Linked DNA regions of Mus musculus: region 2 is linked to region 1. The links are chromatin contacts, called in public HiCAR-type maps. All regions are on one chromosome and are shown on one strand. The core of a region is the stretch at or near the end of the contact, and the rest is flanking DNA. Distances in the headings are between cores, read along the strand shown.

The links. HiCAR-type assays count read pairs that join an accessible place to other places.
Region 2: a HiCAR-type map of astrocytes shows a contact between it and region 1, with 2.6 times the contacts expected there. The contact joins the promoter of Stam here to the promoter of Rbm17 in region 1. A contact is called at or near these places in 1 of 39 promoter capture datasets (pre-B cells) and 1 of 115 datasets of contacts at active chromatin or transcription factors (astrocytes).

Annotation. Positions count from the first base shown.
Region 1 is chr2:11,599,469-11,606,172 of GRCm38.p6, reverse strand. It overlaps Rbm17 (RNA binding motif protein 17), which reads left to right and starts at 2,974. Exons shown (of 12, transcript NM_152824.1): 1 at 2,974-3,088; 2 at 5,417-5,554. The coding sequence starts at 5,432.
Region 2 is chr2:14,070,387-14,077,090 of GRCm38.p6, reverse strand. It overlaps Stam (signal transducing adaptor molecule (SH3 domain and ITAM motif) 1), which reads right to left and starts at 2,991. Exons shown (of 14, transcript NM_011484.3): 1 at 2,755-2,991. The coding sequence starts at 2,794. Stamos (signal transducing adaptor molecule (SH3 domain and ITAM motif) 1, opposite strand) reads left to right here and starts at 3,157. Exons shown (of 2, transcript NR_038162.1): 1 at 3,157-3,508; 2 at 6,311-6,704.

The DNA.
Region 1 (6,704 bases), core at 1,725-4,224:
TGCTCTTCTTTCCACTTCTCACATAAAAACACTGTGTTCGGGCTGGCAAGATGGCTCAGCGGGTAAGAGCACTGACTGCTCTTCCAAAGGTCCTGAGTTCAAATCCCAGCAACCACATGGTGGCTCACACCCACCCATAATAAGATCTGATGCTCTCTTCTGGTGCTTCTGGTGCATCTGAAGACAGCTACAGTGTGTATAATAATAAATAAATCTTTGGGCCTGAGTGAGTGAGGCCGACTGAAGAGAGCAGGCCTGAGTGAGCGAGGCTGACTGGAGAGAGCAGAAGTCCTAAAAATTCAATTCCCAACAACCACATGAAGGCTCACAACCATCTGCTCTGCTACAGTGTACCCATATACATAAAATAAATAAATAAACTTTAAAAAAAAACACTGTGTTCATTGAAAGTTTAGAATAAGTTCATTGAGCTAAGAGGTTATATAACTAGAAATAGGTAACTATGAAACTAGAAATAGAACAAAACAAAGTTTTTTTTAAAAAAAGCCAGGCATGCCGGGCGTGGTGGCGCACGCCTTTAATCCCAGCACTTGGGAGGCAGAGGCAGGCGGATTTCTGAGTTCGAGGCCAGCCTGGTCTACAAAGTAAGTTCCAGGACAGCCAGGGCTACACAGAGAAACCCTGTCTCAGAAAAACGAAAAAAAAAAAAAAAAAAAAAAAGCCAGGCACATTCCTTTATCCCAGCACTCAAGAGGCAGAGGCAGTCAGATCTCTGAGTTTAAGGCCACCCTGGTCTACAGAATGAGTTCCAAGATGGCCAGGACTACACAGAGAAACCCTGTCTCAAAAAACCAAACCAAACCAAGCCCAAACCAACCAAACAACACCCCACAGAAAAACAATAAAAAAACAAAACAAACAAACCAAAAAGCCAAAAGAAGGCCTATAATAGTAAACCTACAAAATTGATTTTTTTTTTAAAGCTTCAATTTTCTTTTTTTTTTTAATATATTTTTTGAGTGCAGGTGTTTGGTCTGCATATAAGTCTATGTACCACCTGTGACTGTCACTCACAGAGGCCATGAGATCCCCTGGGACTATAGTTACAGATGTTTGTGAGCTGTCATGTGGGTGCTAAGTAGGTTATAAAGAGCCCCAGGTCCTTTGGAAGAGCAGCTGGTGCTCTTAACTGTTCTCTTCTGCCCCACAAAAACAAAATCTCAACTATTACATGTGTGTGTGTGTGTGTGTGTGTGTGTGTGTGTGTGTGTTAATTCCTTTTCCCTATTTATTATTTCCTATAGTGTTTACTATGAATAACAAGATTGTATTTTTTTGATGTACAGATTTTATTTTTTTTTCAACAGGAATTGTATTATAAAATGTCATGTCAAACTTTTAATCAACCCACACATGGTGTTGCTATCTGATTTCTTTATGTTTATCTGCCACAAGCTGGTACTTTATTCCAGGCTTGCATTTTCAAGCTTTCAGAATTTTTAAAATTTTTTAAATTTTTATTATTTATTTATTTATTTGGCTTTTCGAGACAGGGTTTCTCTGTATAGCTCTGGCTGTCCTGGAACTCACTCTGTAGACCAGGCTGGCCTCGAACTCAGAAATCCCCCTGCCTCTGCCTCCCGAGTGCTGGGATTAAAGGCGTGTGCCACCACGCCTGGCACTTTCAGAATTATTTGAACACTTTCTTGTAAATCAGATTATAATGTTGGTGTGTTCACTTGTGTAAGGTCCACCTCCACAGTTTTATGATGGCTATTCCTGGTTTTCAACTCGACTACATCTGGAATGAACTACAATCCAGAAATGGAGGGCACACAGGATCTTGAGGCTGGAAGACACAGGCTGCTGACCCAGATCTTGACATGGAGATCATGAGACAGCCCAGGCAAGGTAGTGCACAACTTTAATCCCAGGACACTGAGGCAAGCAGTTCTCTGAGTTCAAGGCCAGCCTGGGACAAAGCAAGTTCCGGATCCAGGTGTGGAACTTGAGGACATAAAGACATTGGGAGAAAGAAGATTGACTCACTCCTCGTCACCTTCTTGCACTTACTTGACAGCATCTCTGTTGGAACCGATTTCTTCAGATTGTAGCTTAGACAGAAGACCAGATGAAACAACCTACTTCGTGGGACAGAGCAACTACTAGATTCTTGGGTTTCCCATTCACAGCTGCCCATTGTCAGGTTAGTTGGACTGCAGAGTGTAAATCATTGCAATAAATTCATTTAATATATATAGACAGTCTATAGGTCCTCTGACTATAGAGAACCCTGACTGATACATTTTTCAGCTTGAATTCACCACCACCACCACCCTTTGCGGGGGGGGGGGGGGGTTGTTGTTATTGTTGCTGTTTTTCAAAATAGGGTTTCTGTGTAGTCCTGGCTGTCCTGGAACTCACTATATAGACCAGGCAGGCTTTGAACTCAGAAATCTCTGTCTCTGCCTCTCAAGGGCTGAGATTAAAGGCATGGGTCACAACTGTCCAGCTATAGCTTGAAATAATTTTTACATGCAACCAAAAATATGGGGAAAACATATTTACACAAAGCCCTGGTTTCTCTGACCTTTCTTTTGCCATTTGCTGCATTTTTATTCCAAGCGAGCAAGGTTTATAGTGTTTACATTCTTTCTCTGAAGACCTAGCTCAGTGTGTGTTTTTAATGCTATTAGATTCTGCAACATCTCGCCTGCAAATTTATTTCCACCATTTAGTATATAAGGGAATAGTTGGGAGTGAATACCTGGAGCCTAGTAGGGGATTCGGCTCCTACTCCAAGGTCAGAAGGCACATGAATCTCGAAACCTTGTGCCAATGGCGCCATCTCTTGGCCGGCAGAGAGGAGATGCAATGTAGTCCTCCCGTCAGCAGGGTGCAGTGCGAGCCGGAGAGTGCAGCTTTGCTTCCGCGAGTCACACGCAGGCGCAGACGTGGACTCCCGGCAGCCTCCGCTCTCTTACCCCGCGCGGTGCATCCCTTTGCGGACTCCGTGGAGGCTCGGCGCTGCGGCGGACTCCGGCGGTGGGCGGGCTTCCGCGCAGGGCGGCCGGGCTCCGCGCTGCCGCCGCCGTGGCCCATGGGCACAATCGTCTCGGAAGGCCGGGTGAGTGGCGCCGCGGCGGCCCTGGCAGGCGGTCTGATCCGGAACGTAGACTCGGGTGTGCGCGCCTTCACGGATGCGCTGGACGCGAGGCCGCGGCTCTAGGCCGCGCCGTGAGGGGCGCGGGGATGCGGGCGGGGCACCCCGAGCTGCCCGGGGGGTTCCCAGCCCTCCACGTTGGGCTCCTTCAGCCTGCCACGTTCCACCGGGCCACCTAGATCCCCCCTTCACCAGTCCCGATCCTCTTGACAGTGAAGAAAGTACCTTTCTCCTCTTCATGGCCCATGCCCAGACCAAGTTGTTGGGTCGCAAGACCGCAGTAACCCAGACTGCGTCGGGCCTCAGGAATGGAGAAGCCAAAACACAAACCCCAAAACTTGTTTCCTTCCAGAGCACCTGAAGTGAAGGTTGAGGCCGTTGTCTCACCGGGACAGAGAGTGTCTGTTGTAACCCCCGGCATGCTCAGGCCTGCGCTAAGGGGAGTTTTAGCGTTCATGTCCCTCCGCTAGCTTTCGAGCTTCTTCTGCTTGGACCAGTTGTGCTCTGAATGAGTGCTGCAAGCTCAGTAAGGTGCTTCTCCAGGGGTTAGATCTCTAAGAAGCTCGTTGGAAAACCCAGGCCTGGATTGATCCGAAGAACCAGATTACAAGCTGGAAAGACCTGGAAGAGGAGTTTTATTACAAGTGGAAAGGCTGCACCTATGAGGAAGAGGGAAAGCAAGAGCAGAGAAGCGCTGTAGAGTATTCTGCAGTTTAAGGCTGTGACAGAGGATGAAGAGGGACTTAGAAGGGTGATCAGTCAGACCTTCCTTTGAGAAGTCAGGAAGGGGGGACCATTGACATAAGTTCTTGTTATAATTCTGCTTGTTCTGGGAATAGGTGAGGCCTGTCTCTCTGCAACAGGTGGCTCTTTTAAATCATGGGGACACATTTATACTGGGCTGAGCTGTAAACATTTCGAGATAACAAATTTTAGTAAATATGAGTAATGGAGCCCAGGGTGGCAATATGTCTGGAATTCCAGTGCTTGGAAGGTGCAGGCAGGAGATTAAGAGTTCCGAGGACAAGCCACACGTGGAAATCACATGTGTGATTTCCTACAGGCGTCATTTTTCTCCTACCATATGGGTTCTTGTTGACCCCCTGATTTGTTATTATGTACCTCCTCCCCCCCACCACCTGTCCCCCGCATAAATTTTTCACACATCTTTCCAACAGGGAAGAGTTCCCTCTAGTAGGTCATTCTACAAGTCTTTCAGAACAGTAGAGAAATCTGCTGCGCTGTTTGCTTTAGTTACTCTGGTTAGTTTGTTTTTAACAGTCCCTGGCCAATGGTATCTTGGTAATACGGATGGGAAATGTGAACTATCAGAGATGGCATAGCTACACACGGAAGGGTATAAATGATTCGGTAAAACATCATTAAGTCCTGAGTATAAGATATGATTGTGGTGTGGATCAAGCTAACAGAGGTAGACTTTTAGACTTGTGATGGTTACTCTTGGTTAGCTACATCTGGAATCTACTAAAACCCAATGGCTGGCCACACCTGTGAGGGATTTTTATTTATTTATGGACAGGGTTTCACCTGTGAGGGATTTTATTTATTTATGGACAGGGTTTCTTTTTGTAACAGCCCTGGCCCTCCTGGGACTCATCGATGGTTCTGAGCCACCATTACAGGTGGTTGTTGGAAACTGAACTCAGGACCTCTGGAAGAGCAACCAGTACTCCTACCCACTGAGCCATCTCTTTGGCACCTGGAACTTTATAGTTAATAATGCCCCACATAGAGAGCTTCCGTCTTACTCCATTATCAGTTCTATAACTGAAGGATTTGACTCATAAGTCAGTTCACCATAGTCTTTTAGATTGAGAATTAATTCTAGGCTGGACATAGTGGCATATCCCAGCACTCAAGAGGTGTAGGAAAGAGTCACAAGTTCAAAGCCAACCTCGTCTTTGTGATAAGTTCAAGGCCAGCCTGAGCTACATGAGAGCCCTGAGGACTTTTGTTTGTTTGTTTTTTCTTTTTTAGTTTTTTGAGAGGGTTTCTCTGTATAGTTCTGACTGTCCTGGAACTCACTTTGTAGACCAGGCTGGCCTCAGAAATCCGCCTGCCTCTGCCTCCCAAGTGCTGGGTTTAAAGGCGCGTGCCACCACGCCAGGCTGAGGACTGTTTTTAAACTAGTGCCTAAGTATAGTTTTGCAGATTAGAAAGAACCCTGCATTTGTGACAGGAGGGTCCATGGTGCAGCTGTTTTAACACAGAGACATTCATAACTTGCTTCTGCTTTGCATCTTTTAATCTCTGTCCCTGCTTGTCTTTCAGCATTAAACCAAAAAGATGTCCCTATATGATGACCTGGGAGTGGAGACCAGTGACTCAAAAACTGAAGGCTGGTCCAAAAACTTCAAGCTCCTGCAGTCCCAGCTCCAGGTGAAGAAGGCGGCGCTCACTCAGGCCAAGGTAAGAACAGGCCCAGGGCAGGAGAGGGCAAGTCCGCTGAGTTCCTTTAAGCTTGCTCTTTGCCCCCTTGCTGGATACGTAGAAAAGAGTGGGTGGGCGAGGGGTGGAGAGCTGATTGCCTCTCCTGGCTCTTGGAAACAGCAGGACCATTCATGGAGTGGGAATTAAAAAAAGCCATGAGACTGGCTTTAGACTGGAGCATGCCTGAGACTGACTGCAAACTGTTTACAGATGCTGTTTTCATACCCCTAGTCCTAATAGTCTGGGACTTCTGGCCTAGGCTGGGTCCCAGCTAGTTTATTGTAAGAAGTTTGGAATTGAGCTTTGCAGAATAATCAGAGCCACCCCAACATGCATACAAACATATATACATACATGTTAAGTAAATTTTATTTGGTTGGGTTAATAATCGTGTACACTATGAAAGGCTCTGATGTTTGTGAACATACCCAGGATATATAGTTATAGGTGGGAATTGCTGTGTTGTATACCTGTTAGACTTGGCATTGTCTTGGAGACAGTGCAGCTTTTTCTTTTTCTTTGTTTCTGTTTGTTTTCAACATAAGATTTCAGTATGTGGCTTTGAACTGTCTGTGTCGACCAAGGTGGCCCCAGTTTCACAGAGGTCTGCCTGTCTCTGCCTACCAAGTGCTGGGAATATCACCCCACCCAACTATGCGTATATTTTAATGTCAGCTATTAGCAAATATCTTGAGATTGCAAATAGATTTTGTGGGGGTGGGGTTGTTGAGACAGGGTTTCTCTGTTTAGCCCTGGCTGTCCTGGAACTCACTTTGTAGACCAGGGTGGCCTCGAACTCAGAAATCTGCCTGCCTCTGCCTCTGAAGTGCTGGGATAAAAGGCGTGTGCCACCACGCCTGGCCAGCAAGTAGATTTTAATTTGTCAAAATGGACCATTACTTTAGAATTCATCTGCTAACCTTCTGACCTGAATCTTGAGGCTTCTCTATGTGGTTGATTCTTATGAGGAAGTGAAGTTGCACTGTATTGGTTCTCTTGGGCTCTTCAGTGCCTTTCTCAGAGTACTAGCCACGCTTGTAAAAATACTTGGTAGAGAAAATGTACCTGTATCTGAAAGGTGAAGGTATGGTTTCATTTGTATTTCATTTTTGAAACTACAAATTAAATT
Region 2 (6,704 bases), core at 1,742-4,241, 2.5 Mb before region 1:
GAACATGACTCTTAGACATCAGAACTGACTGGCAGGAAAGATTAATGACTCAATCCTGAGGTGGGCTAAGATGACAGAATGAGAAGTGGGAGGGGAATAAATGATTTTTGGTATGCTTGTTTCTAGATTCCTATCAAAATCCAGTGGAAATATTCAGTAGATGGATGCCTAAATCTCCAATACTGACTGAGACTATTTAAATTTGTGATTAACAGGAATAAGCAAAGTGCTTAAAGCTAAGAGACTAGCTGTTTTAAATCTTGCTTCACAAATATAGAAAATTTCTTCTAAGTGCTTTTTAAATATTGACTCAATTCTCTTACCAACCCTGTAAGCTAAGAAACACTGTACATTTTGTTTGTTTTTTGCTTTTGCAAATATATTTAAGGGAACATTATAATTCTTATACTCCATATTTAAAGACAAAGAAACAAAGGCAGAGAATAACCAACTAGCTTAAAGCCAGATTGCTGATAAGCAGCAAGCATGAAACCTGAACTTAAGCAAATCACTCCAAATTCTACTAAGCACTAAATCTCATAAGACTCTAAGAGAAGAAAGTCTTAATGGAGAAGAGCTGTTATTACTGCTCAGCATTTAGACACTGAAAAAAAGTGGGGGAGGGGACACTAAAAAGCTAAGCAGAAAACCAGAAAAGGGCTGATGACCTACAAACCTATGGATAAAGCACAGAAGAAAAATGTAAGACATCAATAAAAAACTGGATGAGGAACTGGCTGTTGGGATCGGTAAATACAAATCAGTAGGGACCTGATGGCACAAAGTATCTTTATAATTCAGAGTGATTTCTAAAAAAACATGTCTAACAGGCTTAACATAGTTTCAACTCAACAAGCACTTATTCAAAGCCAACTATGCAGCAGCCATCAAACAAGGAGCAAAATAAAGAACACATTGATATGTAATGTTTAAGACAAAAATGCTGAAATTTGTAGAACATGGGGAAGGTGAAAAATCACTGTATTTAAACAGCCCCCGAGACATTAAGTCATGTCTTTTAAAGTCATGACTGGCTGTGAGATGTTACTGGCATCCACTGAGTGAAGAGCAAATACAAAGTTAACAGCCTTCATGTATAGAGCATAACCTCCTTAAGGATTTTATCTATTCCAAACTGTCAGTAACACTGCTACTTATAAACTCCAGGTTGCAGGAATCAGCAAATAATTCAGGTACAACAAGTCAGACTCTAAGTTGACCTTAAAGCATGAGGACATATGTGTGGAAAGACACATGAAATAACAGAAACAAAAGTATAAAGGCAAGAAGGGGCCTGTGTTTGGACTGGGCGGTGTAGGTAGCAAGAACAGGTTTAACATCAAGAAATCCATCTGAATCCACTGCAAATGTGAGTTCAAAAAAAAAAAACAGAAAGAATACATATTAGGCCCTGGGTTCCATTTCCAATACCACAAAAAGGAACAAGCCAGGAGAATATAAGTGTGACTGATTAGCAGAAAGCAAGATCATATAGGATCACTATAGGTGCCAGGAACAGAGGCAGCAAATATTGTTTTATTATAAGCATTTGTCCTAAAGACTGATGTAACAAATTGTAAAACAGCCAAAGAGCCGCAATGAGATGGTCTTCATGGTTGCATTTCTTGTCAATGAACACTGTGTTCAGTAAGTACTGGTGCTAAGCACTTATTAAACACAATTTCCCAATTCATTACTTATTTAGCACTATTGATGATTTCTAAAGTTCCATCCACAGCTCAGATTCAGGACATTCAACTGAATCACTATGAACCAGGCAGGAAGCGGCAGTAATAGTACATTTTCTCCAGTTGGCAAAATGTAAAATTCACCTCTAATAAACAAAATTCATAAAGTAACTCTCACAAGTTATCCTTACATTCTTTTACTACAGTTATGCTTAAATTCAGCCTGTGGGACTGGATGGTATTGGTTCGCTTTCATTCCACACTATGCTGCCAGTGTAGTTCAATGTAATGCATTCAAAAACATCCCAAAATTCTTTCAAGAAATTCAAATCAGGTCTGAAAAATAGATAGCTAACCTGTTAAATTGGTATGCTTGGTACCTAATACCAATGATTCAGACAACAAAAAATTTAGCATTTCAGACCCCATCCTAGAATCAAAATCCTCTTCCACACTTCCCCAAAGGCAGAGGCCCAGCCTGAAAAAGGCATCCCAAAGGCTCATGTCTGCGTTTTCAGTTGTTGCCAAGTAATCCATCTCCATCTCTTCCAACATTTCAACCTACCAGTACGTAACCAGACCTCTCTCCTCCAGGGACCGTTATAGGGCTATTTAAAAAACCCTTTAAGTAACCTTACCTAAAACATTCTGCCAGTTCCATTGGGCCAGGCAAATACTTTGGCGATAGAGCATATAATCAATCTGCTTAAGCCAAGATACGTCTGTCCTTCGCTCTTCTCCCAGAAGCCATGCCCCAGCGGCAGATGGCTTCGTCGTCTGTTCCTCCCGAGGCAACCCTTTACCCCGAATCCCTTAAGCGATTCCTTCAAAGCTCCCCCTCCCCAAGTCCCTTACCAAGGCCCATTAGAGAGGTTCTAAGTCCCATTTCTTCCAAAGAGGATGCGCCAAGCGCTCAACCCTCTCCCAACTCTGAACGAAGGGGCCCCGGGAGAGAAGAACGTGGGCTCGGCCTCGGGAATCCAGAATGAACGAACGCAGTGGGACGGGAGTCGGCGCGGGCTCGCAGTCTCGGGGGGCACCCACGGGGGGCGGTGAAAACACTTACCAACATCCTGGTCGAAGGGGTTGGTGGCAAAGAGAGGCATGTCCGCTGCGTGCCGAGGTGTCCCCGGGGACTGCCCCTCGACCCCGCGGCACTCTAGGGGTGACGGAGAAAGGAGGCCCCTCAGGTACAAACACAGCAAGGGCGCCTGCCTGCCAGTGCAGGGTCCCTCTCAGCCCCTCCTCTCACCCACCCCAGCAACAGAGGCGGCGGCGGCGGCAACAGCCGAGAAGCGGAACAGGCCCCCGCGCGGGGCGTGTCGGGAATGTAGGCGACTTGAGCGCTGCCTGAACACTGCCCGCTCCGGGTCTGGCCAGAGCCCGCCGCCTCCGCCGAGGCCCACGCGATGAGCCGCCGCTGTCTCTTCCTCTGCTGAGTTCCCGCGTGCCCGTGGGGTTAGCGGCTAGGTTCTCGGCTTTTCCATGTCCCCGGGCGTCTCGGGAGGACGAGGTCCTTCAGGCGCACCGAGGCCGACTAAGAGCCTCTAGAGTGAATAAGAGACTGGGAGAGGGAGAGGGTTCAGTTTGGGTCCAGCCAAACCCTTAATTTTTAACTCCTTGGGTTTATTCGATGGGTTGTTGTGATGTTGCAATCCCTCTAGAAAGTCAGGCAGTCCTTTGGGTTACCCGAGGAAAATGTTGAGCGCGCTCGTCGAGGGTTCATGGAAGTTGCTGGGATTGGAGTCATGTGAGCTGGTGGAGCTGGCCTGAATCCCTTGGAGGGAGTGTCGAGGCGCACAGCCTCTCGAGAGGCTGAGGTAACGCTGGCTCATTCCCCAGCCTGAGATCAGAGGGAGCCTTCCTGGGTGTGGGCTCCGACTGACTAAACGTGCAGTCACTGAGTCCCTGAGAAGATTAGACCTTCTCAGCCTGAGATAAGCACGCACACCCAACGGCAGAAATTGAAAAAAAAAAAAAAACACACACACACACATGAAAAATGGAGCCAGACATTGATGAGGACTCTTGGCAACTTAAAATGTTGATTTGGTGATCTAATTTGTACATATGTATGTAACGCACGCCCCCTCCCCAGCTCCCAACACACACACACACATTGTCCTCTAAATCATGTGAAATCTAAAGAATCATCTCTTGGAAATATTACGTAAAGTTAGCAAGTCGGTCTTGCACATGCACTGAGATTCGGTAAAAAGTGCCCAAATAGGGACCCTTACAAAAAGGGAAGCTTATAAACATGTCAACAAGATTTGTATAACAGTACAAACAGCTTGCTTACTAAACAGTTAAAGTCGAATTTTGGAGGAAGAGGAGCAAACTAAAGCATCGGTTAACGTTTTCAGTCATTTAAAACTAAAAGAATCCAAGGGATGGGAAACAAAGTTGCCTGATGGGGTATAAATTACAGCATTCTTAAGAGAAAGGATGGGAAGTATATAGCCAGCTTTTGGAAATGTGCCTCTGGTTCCAGTTATTCTGAATTTTAAATCTTACAGTCTTTTAAAACATGAACCAAGATATTAATGGCAGCGTTGTTTACAATATCAAAGTTTTGATGACCGCTAAACTGTCCGACATTAAAGAGATTGGACAAACTCCTCTGTCTGTTTCCTCATAAATAAGAAACGGAAATGACAAACCATTGAAGATGAAATAAATTACTAGAAGCAAATCCCCTGTAATAGTGTCTAGCATATAGTAAGCACTCAAGTGGAATCAATAGTTATAATTGTACTTATTTGGCCATTGAAAGTAAGAGCATAGATGTGTATTTACATAGACATCTGAGTGGATAAGAGTTTAAAAGGCTTTAAAGACTGACTGAGGATGAGCCTCAGTGATGGGGTACTTGTTTAGAATGTGAGAGGCTCTGGGTTCTGACCTTGGCACTGAAAAAGAAAAAAAAAAAAGCCTTCAAATATATGTGAAAAAATTCTACAATTTTAAACAACCTGAACGAAAATATTTTCTGAGTAACTTAATGAGCATAATTTTTCTTTCAAAGGGGTGGAGTTAAAATATAAAAATGTGACAAATGTCAGACATTAACGCCACCATTTTCTTAAGATTTTTGAAGTGCTTTTGTGTCATTATGAGAAGTATAAAATCTTCCCACTATTGGTATGGGAAGCAGAGCATCGTCTCTCAATAGACTTTTCTCTTGATTACTGCGCTGACAGAATTAAGTGTCAACTTATCCATTTAAAATGATGGGCCAGTGCCTTAAGTACCTTATCATAATTGCCCTGACTCAGAGCCAGATGGTTATGAAAATATATTTGGGCATGCTTCTAATCCAGTAATAAAATCAAATTGTTAGGTTGTTACCTAGCAAAACACTACTTTTCAAATTTGAATCATCAATATGTGAAAATCAGAAATAACATATATTAGTATGGATAACATTAACCATGTATTCTGACATAGAAGAATGACTTTGCTATTGGGGATCTTTATTATGTAATATGCTATGAAATAGAGGTTTTAAAAATAAGAAATGTTATATGTACAAGAAAAGGCAAATATAAAAGGTGGCATGGCTTTGTATTTTGGGGTTAACTTGCCATATTACCTAAAATACTGAAATTACTCATTTTATTTTTAATAACAGTTTCTTAAAAGACATTTTAGAGACTTGATTTCACATTAAAATGTTTCTATAATATGTTTAATAAATTCCACAGTTAATTTTGAAATGTCATATCCCTTTAATTAAATTGATTTTTAAAACTGTTCTATATTATAAACAAAGATATCTGTGTGTAAAATGGAGTAGCTTCTGGAAATTTTTCTGTTATTATAATAACCCAAACTAATTAATACACTCAACCTATCTGTTAACTACTTTATATTACATACTGATTTTTCTAACATATAAATATGATATCATTCCTTCAAAACTCTTATATGATTTCTCAATCAGCCAATGAGTCAATAAATATTTATTAACTCCTTATACCTTTGAGGTATCTATATGTTAGAAATAATATAGGATACATATCAGGAAGAGAGTCCTTAAGTTATTGTCCGATTATGGGTGTGCAGAGAGTCTCCTCCCTTCAAAGTCAATTCATTTTTTAAAATAGAGCAAATGTAGAATTCTTAAGAAAAAGTGAGAAAGAATGTTTAAGAATGGGAGGCGCTCTAAGGGAGGAATATTTAACCTTAGTACTACCATTACATCCTTAATGCATTGGACTTGCTTGCCCCTTCACTTCATATACTCTAGTTTTTTTCTGAACTATGACAGCAGTCCAGATGTCCCATGCCTCCCACATCCTTAAACAAACAACTTTTACCACTTTTCTTGTATTTAGAAATCTCTGGACCTTCTCTCAATCTCCACTTAGGAGACACTGACAAAAAGCCTTTCCAAATTCAGTACGTTATAAATAATGATACATCATAAGTTTTTGCTAATTAATTGACTGGTCACTTCTATCACAGCAGTCAGTGGGGTGATGTTTGTTCCACATATTGATTTCTACATAACACATTCTAAGTGTAGCCTTTTAGTGTAAGAACAATAATTTATTTTGCTTACGAATCAAAAGTTTTGTCAGACCTCACTATGAACAGCTTGCCTCTCCTCCTTTCAGCATCAACAGGACTACTACAGTGACTGGGATCACTACAGCTCGTTTTCAATATTTAACAAAGTTGCTCAGAGTCTGTCTGGCAATGGATGCTGGAAGTTGGCTGAGTCACTGGGGCTGTCTGCCGCACCAACTGCACAGAACATGCTATGTATCGGCTTGGCTTCTCCCAGCATACTGAATGGACATAAGTCAGAACGTTTCAAGAGACAAGAGAACGCCTCACATTCCTTAAACTGTGGACCAGGAAGTGGGGAGAGGGTCACTTCAATCATACTCTATTGCAGCCACAATGACTTTCAACAAATCGGCGTAGAGGGCATGTTTAAAAGCTACCACAATATTGGACCCAATGTTTAAGCATTTTATTTCAAATCATTTATATGCATTGGCTCTT